Regions from separate parts of the Capra hircus genome. Here region 1 is linked to region 2. Evidence: chromatin contacts called from public Hi-C data. All regions are on one chromosome and are shown on one strand. The core of a region is the stretch at or near the end of the contact, and the rest is flanking DNA. Distances in the headings are between cores, read along the strand shown. Region 1 holds the start of LOC102184089 (heparan sulfate glucosamine 3-O-sulfotransferase 3B1). Region 2 holds the start of HS3ST3A1 (heparan sulfate glucosamine 3-O-sulfotransferase 3A1).

Region 1 (3,035 bases), core at 398-2,897, 410 kb after region 2:
GGCAGCGGGGGCTGCGCTCAGCTGGGGGCCGCGCTCAGCCTGGGGCCGCGTGGAGGTTGGGATCGGAAGGAAGGTTCTGTCCCGGAACCACGCGGGGCCAAGCGTGGGAGGCCCTCTGACCCCCCTGGGGTCGAGTCTTCTCATCCAGAACTTCCTGAGTGCCGCCGGGGTGAGCCGAAGCTTCCAACCGGAACGCGGCGCATCAGTGTAGCAGCGAGGCCGCCGCCAAGCTGGGACGGGTCACTCTATGAAAGTGACTTGGAGTGGTCTTTAAGTGCAACTCCAGGATCGATTTGCTCCGAGTTGACTTTCGACATAGAGAAAACACCTAATACTTCGTGTAACAGGTCAGCAAATCAAACCGACTCCTGATGCAGGCGAATGTTGGCTTTGATATTTATTCATGGGAAGGGAAGAGAACGTTTTCCAACGTCCCCAACAGCTCATATCCGGACACAACTTTCACACACTTTTCGGCGCCGGGAAAAATTCCCACAGCCTTTAACTCCCTGTTAATTTCTCCCGACCTTTCTCCAGCACTTTGGGAAGCGAGGGAAGAATTTTTCCTAAGGATAGTTCCTCAGGAACTATCTAACGATCCACCGATCGCGTTAACCTGCTGCCCGAGAGAGATCAACTCCCAACAAAGATTAAGAAGGAGACTTAAAGAAAAAAGTTCGCCAGCGATTTCCACTTAAACTTCCTAAACCCGTGCCAGTTCCGGAAGGGCCCCCCTCCGAGTCCCGGAGTGGGATGGGCGGGCATCTCCGACCAGGCTCTTGCGCTTCCACCCCTTCCCTACTTCTAACGCGCGCACACACCACGATCCCGCCCGCGAACCATCTGGATGGGGTGACGTGTCCGCACACAGGGGCAAATGCAGCCGAGCCCGGCTCCTGGGGAACGAGTGCGGAAGTGTGTGCGGGCCCCGGGGTGCAGCGATAAGAGGGTCGGCGCTTTCCCTGCGCGCGCGGTCTCTCCAGCATCCTTCCTCCCAGCTGCGCCTGTCACCAGCCTTGGTTCCGCCCCTCCAGGCCCGCCCCTTGTCTCTCAGCCAATAGCAGCCCCCGATTGCTCTCCACCGCCCCCGAACCCTTTCCACACCCCCATGTTCCGGGAGCTGGTTGGCTGCCGAACCCTCAGCTAAGCGGCGGGATTTGCATGGCGCCCCGGGTTTCTGGTAGGTGGAGTGACCCATCACTCCCGGTGGCCGGGCCCGCCCACTCTGCCTCGGTCTCCGGCGCTCTTCCTGCGCAGTCCTCCTTCGCAGCCTCCGCGGGGAAGCGCCGGGGCTGCGCTCAGAGCTCGGTTCACGGGACCGCGAGGAGGCAGCCCCGGCGAGCGGCCGTGCGGCGCGCACAGTCGGGAGGGGTCGGAACGCCGGAGTGCAGAACTCTGCCGGCCCCGAGCGCGGCGTCGCAGCCCCAGGCCGGCAGTTGCCACCACCCGACCTTCGTTCCAGTTGTGGCTCCTCCCGGCAACATGTCAAAAGCCGCCGGCCGTGCAGCTGCCGCCGCCACCTGGGGCAGAGCAACAGCGGCGACCGCGGGCGCGCGGGGCCAATAAGCCGAACCTCCCGGCGTCCAGGGAACTCTCGCAGCGCTCCCTGCTCCGGCGGGCCCTGCGCCATGTGCTGAGCCATGCCCCTCGCCGCGCGCGCGGGCAGCGCATGGGGCAGCGCCTGAGCGGCGGCCGGTCCTGCCTCGATGTCCCCGGCCGGCTCCTGCCGCAGCCGCCGCCGCCCCCGCCACCGGTGAGGAGGAGGCTCGCGCTGCTGTTCGCCATGCTCTGCGTCTGGCTCTACTTGCTCGTCTACTCGTGCGCCGGCTCCTGCGCCGCCGCGCCCGGACTGCTGCTGCTGGGCTCCGGGTCCGGCGCCGCCCACGCCCCGCCGGCCCCGGGTCCGGACGGGCCTCCCCCGAGGCTGCCGTTCCCGGCGGCGCCAGCCACCCAGTCGGCTGCGGGCGGAGAGGTGGCCGAAGGCGCCACGAGCCAGGAGGAGCAGAGCCCCGAGACGCCGGACTCCCCCAGCCCCATCTCTAGCTTCTTCAGCGGGTCCGGGAGCAAGCAGCTGCCGCAGGCCATCATCATCGGCGTGAAGAAGGGCGGCACGCGGGCGCTGCTGGAGTTCCTGCGCGTGCACCCCGACGTGCGCGCCGTGGGCGCAGAGCCCCACTTCTTCGACCGCAGCTACGACAAGGGCCTTGCCTGGTACCGGTGAGTGTCCCGGGCAGGGGCAGGGGCTCCAGCCGCGATCCTGACGAGGAGAGGACGCGGGCGTGGCATGTACACCGGGGAGCTGGCAGGGGTACAACTTCGGACCACCGGAGCGGGAAGGGGAGCCGAGCGACGACCGCGCGGTGCTGGCCCGCAGCGCCGTACGGGGTGCGCTGCTTCCGCTCTCGCCCCAGTCTGGAGACACTTCTCCAGACTATCTGGCGGCTCAGCGGCCCACGGTGCCTAGGGATTAATCCGGCTATCTTTCCTCAAGGAAGGAGGCCAGCAACTGGGAAGGTGCTCAGAAAAGCGCGCAACCCTCTAACTGCGGCTGCCTCCCAAACGAGTCTCGTGTTTTATTTTTCCTCTCGGGTCCGGGACGGTCTCCGCCCCAGACCAACTTCTAGAGCAGCTTCTGCTGTCCGGATGGGGATGGAGTGGGAGCGACGCCGTGCTGCGAAGGCCGCGGGGAGTCCGTTCACTTTCCGAAAGGGTCAGACCGCTCGCGGCCCGGCAGCCTGGGCTCCGGAGGGCGAGCGGGCAGGCGCGCGGCGCGTGGAGCGGTGCTGGTCCCTGTCGGGCAAAGGCGCGCACTGCAGCCGGCGGGAGGCGCGCCGCTTTGAAGGCTTCCCAGGCGCCCGGGGCACGGCCCACCGGTTTCCGCCTCCCCGGCCCGGACGCTGAGAGACCCGGGGCAGGGTCGCCTGTCTCCGCGGGCCCTTGACGCGCCGGGGTGCAAAGAATATTATGGGTGCATGAATTTGAGAAATGCGGGTTGCGTGGGCTTCCGTAAACTCGGTTCTCGGGTCGGGTTATGG
Region 2 (2,794 bases), core at 248-2,747:
GTTACCAAGATTCCTATTTTTCCTCCACTTTTCTTCCTTTAACAAAAATTTCGGCTACCTCATTTATAAAGGGAATTGTTTGAAGATCTTTAGAAAAGTTTCTGCCAGTCCAGAGACAAAAGGTACTCTTTTCCACAAATACAGAAGGCATTTTGTACAATTTCCTTGCCCTAAACAAAAGTTATTGCCAACAAAGCCTTTTTTAAAACACACTCACATACATACCCCCAAACCTAGAGTCTAGTTTCTGACACTTTAAGTGTCTGTATTACTTACCACTCGGAACAATTATCTATATTACTTACCACCCAGGACAATTCTCTGGCAAAGAGTTAACATAAGTAAATAAATAGGCGATGGCAAAGACTGCATTAACCCCAGGGAACCGCCCAGAAGATAAAGGAGAAACAGAAACAGGTTTCCTTGGGGAAAGGATCCACTCACTAGGTTACTTATCTAGTAATTGGTGAGCAGGTTTCTAACTTGGCAGGGACATTTTCTCTCTCTCTCTCTACTTCCCACAGAGTAGGAGAAAATCAAGAGATGGGCTATTTGGGGAGAAAGGAATCCGAAAAACTGAAGAAAAATGTCTCTAAGGCCAAAATATCGACCACCCCCCCGCCCGCCCTCTTCCACTTTACTGTGGAAATAATGTCTATATGGCAAATGGAAAATACAGGGGTTTAGTACTAAATATTTCGCCATATTTAGACAGAGGTAGGGTGGGGGAAAGACCTCTCGTCTTAAGGACAGCTACTGGTGACCCTCTGCCCACTGATGAAATCTGGGAGGGAGATGCACTCGGTGAGGGTCGCCACGGGCTCCTGGGGCCCCCACCGCGAGCCCCGGCCGCCCCCTCCCTGCCCCACGTCCGCTCACCGGTACCAGGCGAGGCCCTTGTCGTAGCTGCGGTCGAAGAAGTGGGGCTCTGCGCCCACGGCGCGCACGTCGGGGTGCACGCGCAGGAACTCCAGCAGCGCCCGCGTGCCGCCCTTCTTCACGCCGATGATGATGGCCTGCGGCAGCTGCTTGCTCCCCTCGTCCAGCAGCAGGGCCAAGGTCCCCGGCGGAGTCTCGGCCACGCTGCTCCCGGCCCCGGAGCCGCCGAGACTCCCCGCCAGCCCGGGGGGCTCCTCTTCCCCGGCCGCCTCCTCGCGGTCGTCTCGCTGGGAGGGCGGCCGGCGCCTCGGCCGCGGCCGCACTTGCAGGAGGCGCTTCCTTCGCGCCGCCGCGGGCCACGCGGCCAGCTCCCCCGGGCCTCCGGCCAGGACGCCGCGGCCCGGGGTCCCTGCCTCCTCGCCGCTGCCCGACCGCCCCACGACGGGGCCCGATAGGGTCTGGCAGCGCTCGGCCAGGCAGTAGAAGACGTAGAGGGACGTGAGCAGAGAGCAGAGGGTCAGCAAGAACTTGCGGAAGACGCTGCGGGACAGCGGCTCGGCCGAGGTGGGGTGGGCGCCGGCCGGGCCCGGAGGGGCCATCCTAGCCGGAGGCAACGTCGGGCAGCGCGCGGGCCATGCTAGGCCGGGACTCCTCCAGGTGCCGGGACATCCTCCGGGGGCTCCTGCGCGCTGGACCGAGGCCACATCGCCCTGCGCCCCTGCGGCCGTGCGAGCTGCCCCGGCGGCAGCAGCCGGGGCTCCTCCGGGAGATGGAGGCCCCGGAGCCGCGCGCGGGATCCCAGCCTCCGGTCGGTCGAGGGGGCGGGAAGGGGGACGTGATGCCGTGCTTAAGAAACCATCGTCTTAGACTCGCCCAAGTCCTCAGCCCGGGGCCGCGCTCGGCGCCCCAGGTCCCCGAGAGTTGCCGGAACGGGGATCTCGGCGGCGGGTGGCGAAGGAGTACGTCTCAGCCCCGGGCCGGAGCAGCCTCTCAGCGCGCGTCCCAGCTCAGCGATCGTGCATCCCTCGCTCGGTCCCGGAGAGCGGACGCGCGGCTCCCGGGCCGCTGGGCTTCGCGCGCTCCAGACCGCGGTGGGGACAGCGCCTCCAAGCCGCCGCTTGCTCGGTCCCCGGCCCGCCTGGGTGCGCGCTCCCGGCCCTGGGGCGAGGTCCCCCGAGTCCCTCTGCCGGAGTGGGAGCCAGAGGGGCCTCGCCCAGTCGTCCGCTCTTCTCCGTGCGCGCCCGGCCGCTCCGGCGGCTCTCGGCCCCACCTGGGAGCGGCGCGGCTGAACCGGGCTGCGCGGGACCCGTTTGCAGCCGCGGCCACTGCGCTCCCCGCCTCCCCGCCGCCTCCCGGGCAGTCGCCGCCGCCACACGTGGAGCTCCGAGGGCAGCAAACTTGTCGGTGACGTCAGCGGCCGGGGCCGGACCAGCCCCCGGAGGAGCGCAGGGGGGGCGGACCGGTGCGCGGGGGAGAAGGTGGCGCGGACCCCGCGGCGGCCGCCCAATGACCGCGGAGAGGGCGGGGGCGACCGAGGCGACGCCCCTTCCCTACTCCGCCCACCCCGCCCCCTCCACCCCAGCCGGCTGCCTCGCCCCCTCGGAGCCAGGCCGGGTCTGCGGCGGCTCCTGGGACCTCTGACCGGCAGGCGCGGGGGCCGGATCCCCGGGACCTGACTTCCACCCCGCGAGGCCCGCGCTCCATCAGGGGCTCCCAAACCACTCCGACGCCACTCAGCCCAGCGCAGCCTCGACCCCTCCGATGCCTGTCCTCGGGGTCCCTCCCACAAGGGTCGCTCCGTCCTGATCCCGGAGCCGCCAGCTCCCCACCTCCGCGAACCTACGGAAGTTTGGTTGGCGGCGGTTCTCGGGACCGTGCCGCGCGCCGCGCCCCCGGCTGTCCCGGGCGAACTGGA

What was found. A called contact is a pair of places that touch in the nucleus more often than the background predicts.
Region 1: a contact with region 2 is called in a Hi-C map of blood, with 4 times the contacts expected there. The contact joins the promoter of LOC102184089 here to the promoter of HS3ST3A1 in region 2. A contact is called at or near these places in 3 of 5 Hi-C or Micro-C datasets (blood and liver).

The regions. Positions count from the first base shown.
Region 1 is chr19:31,914,820-31,917,854 of ARS1.2, forward strand. It overlaps LOC102184089 (heparan sulfate glucosamine 3-O-sulfotransferase 3B1), which reads left to right and starts at 1,648. Exons shown (of 2, transcript XM_018064682.1): 1 at 1,648-2,217. The coding sequence starts at 1,670.
Region 2 is chr19:31,505,302-31,508,095 of ARS1.2, forward strand. HS3ST3A1 (heparan sulfate glucosamine 3-O-sulfotransferase 3A1) reads right to left here and starts at 1,498. Exons shown (of 2, transcript XM_018064680.1): 1 at 880-1,498. The coding sequence starts at 1,478.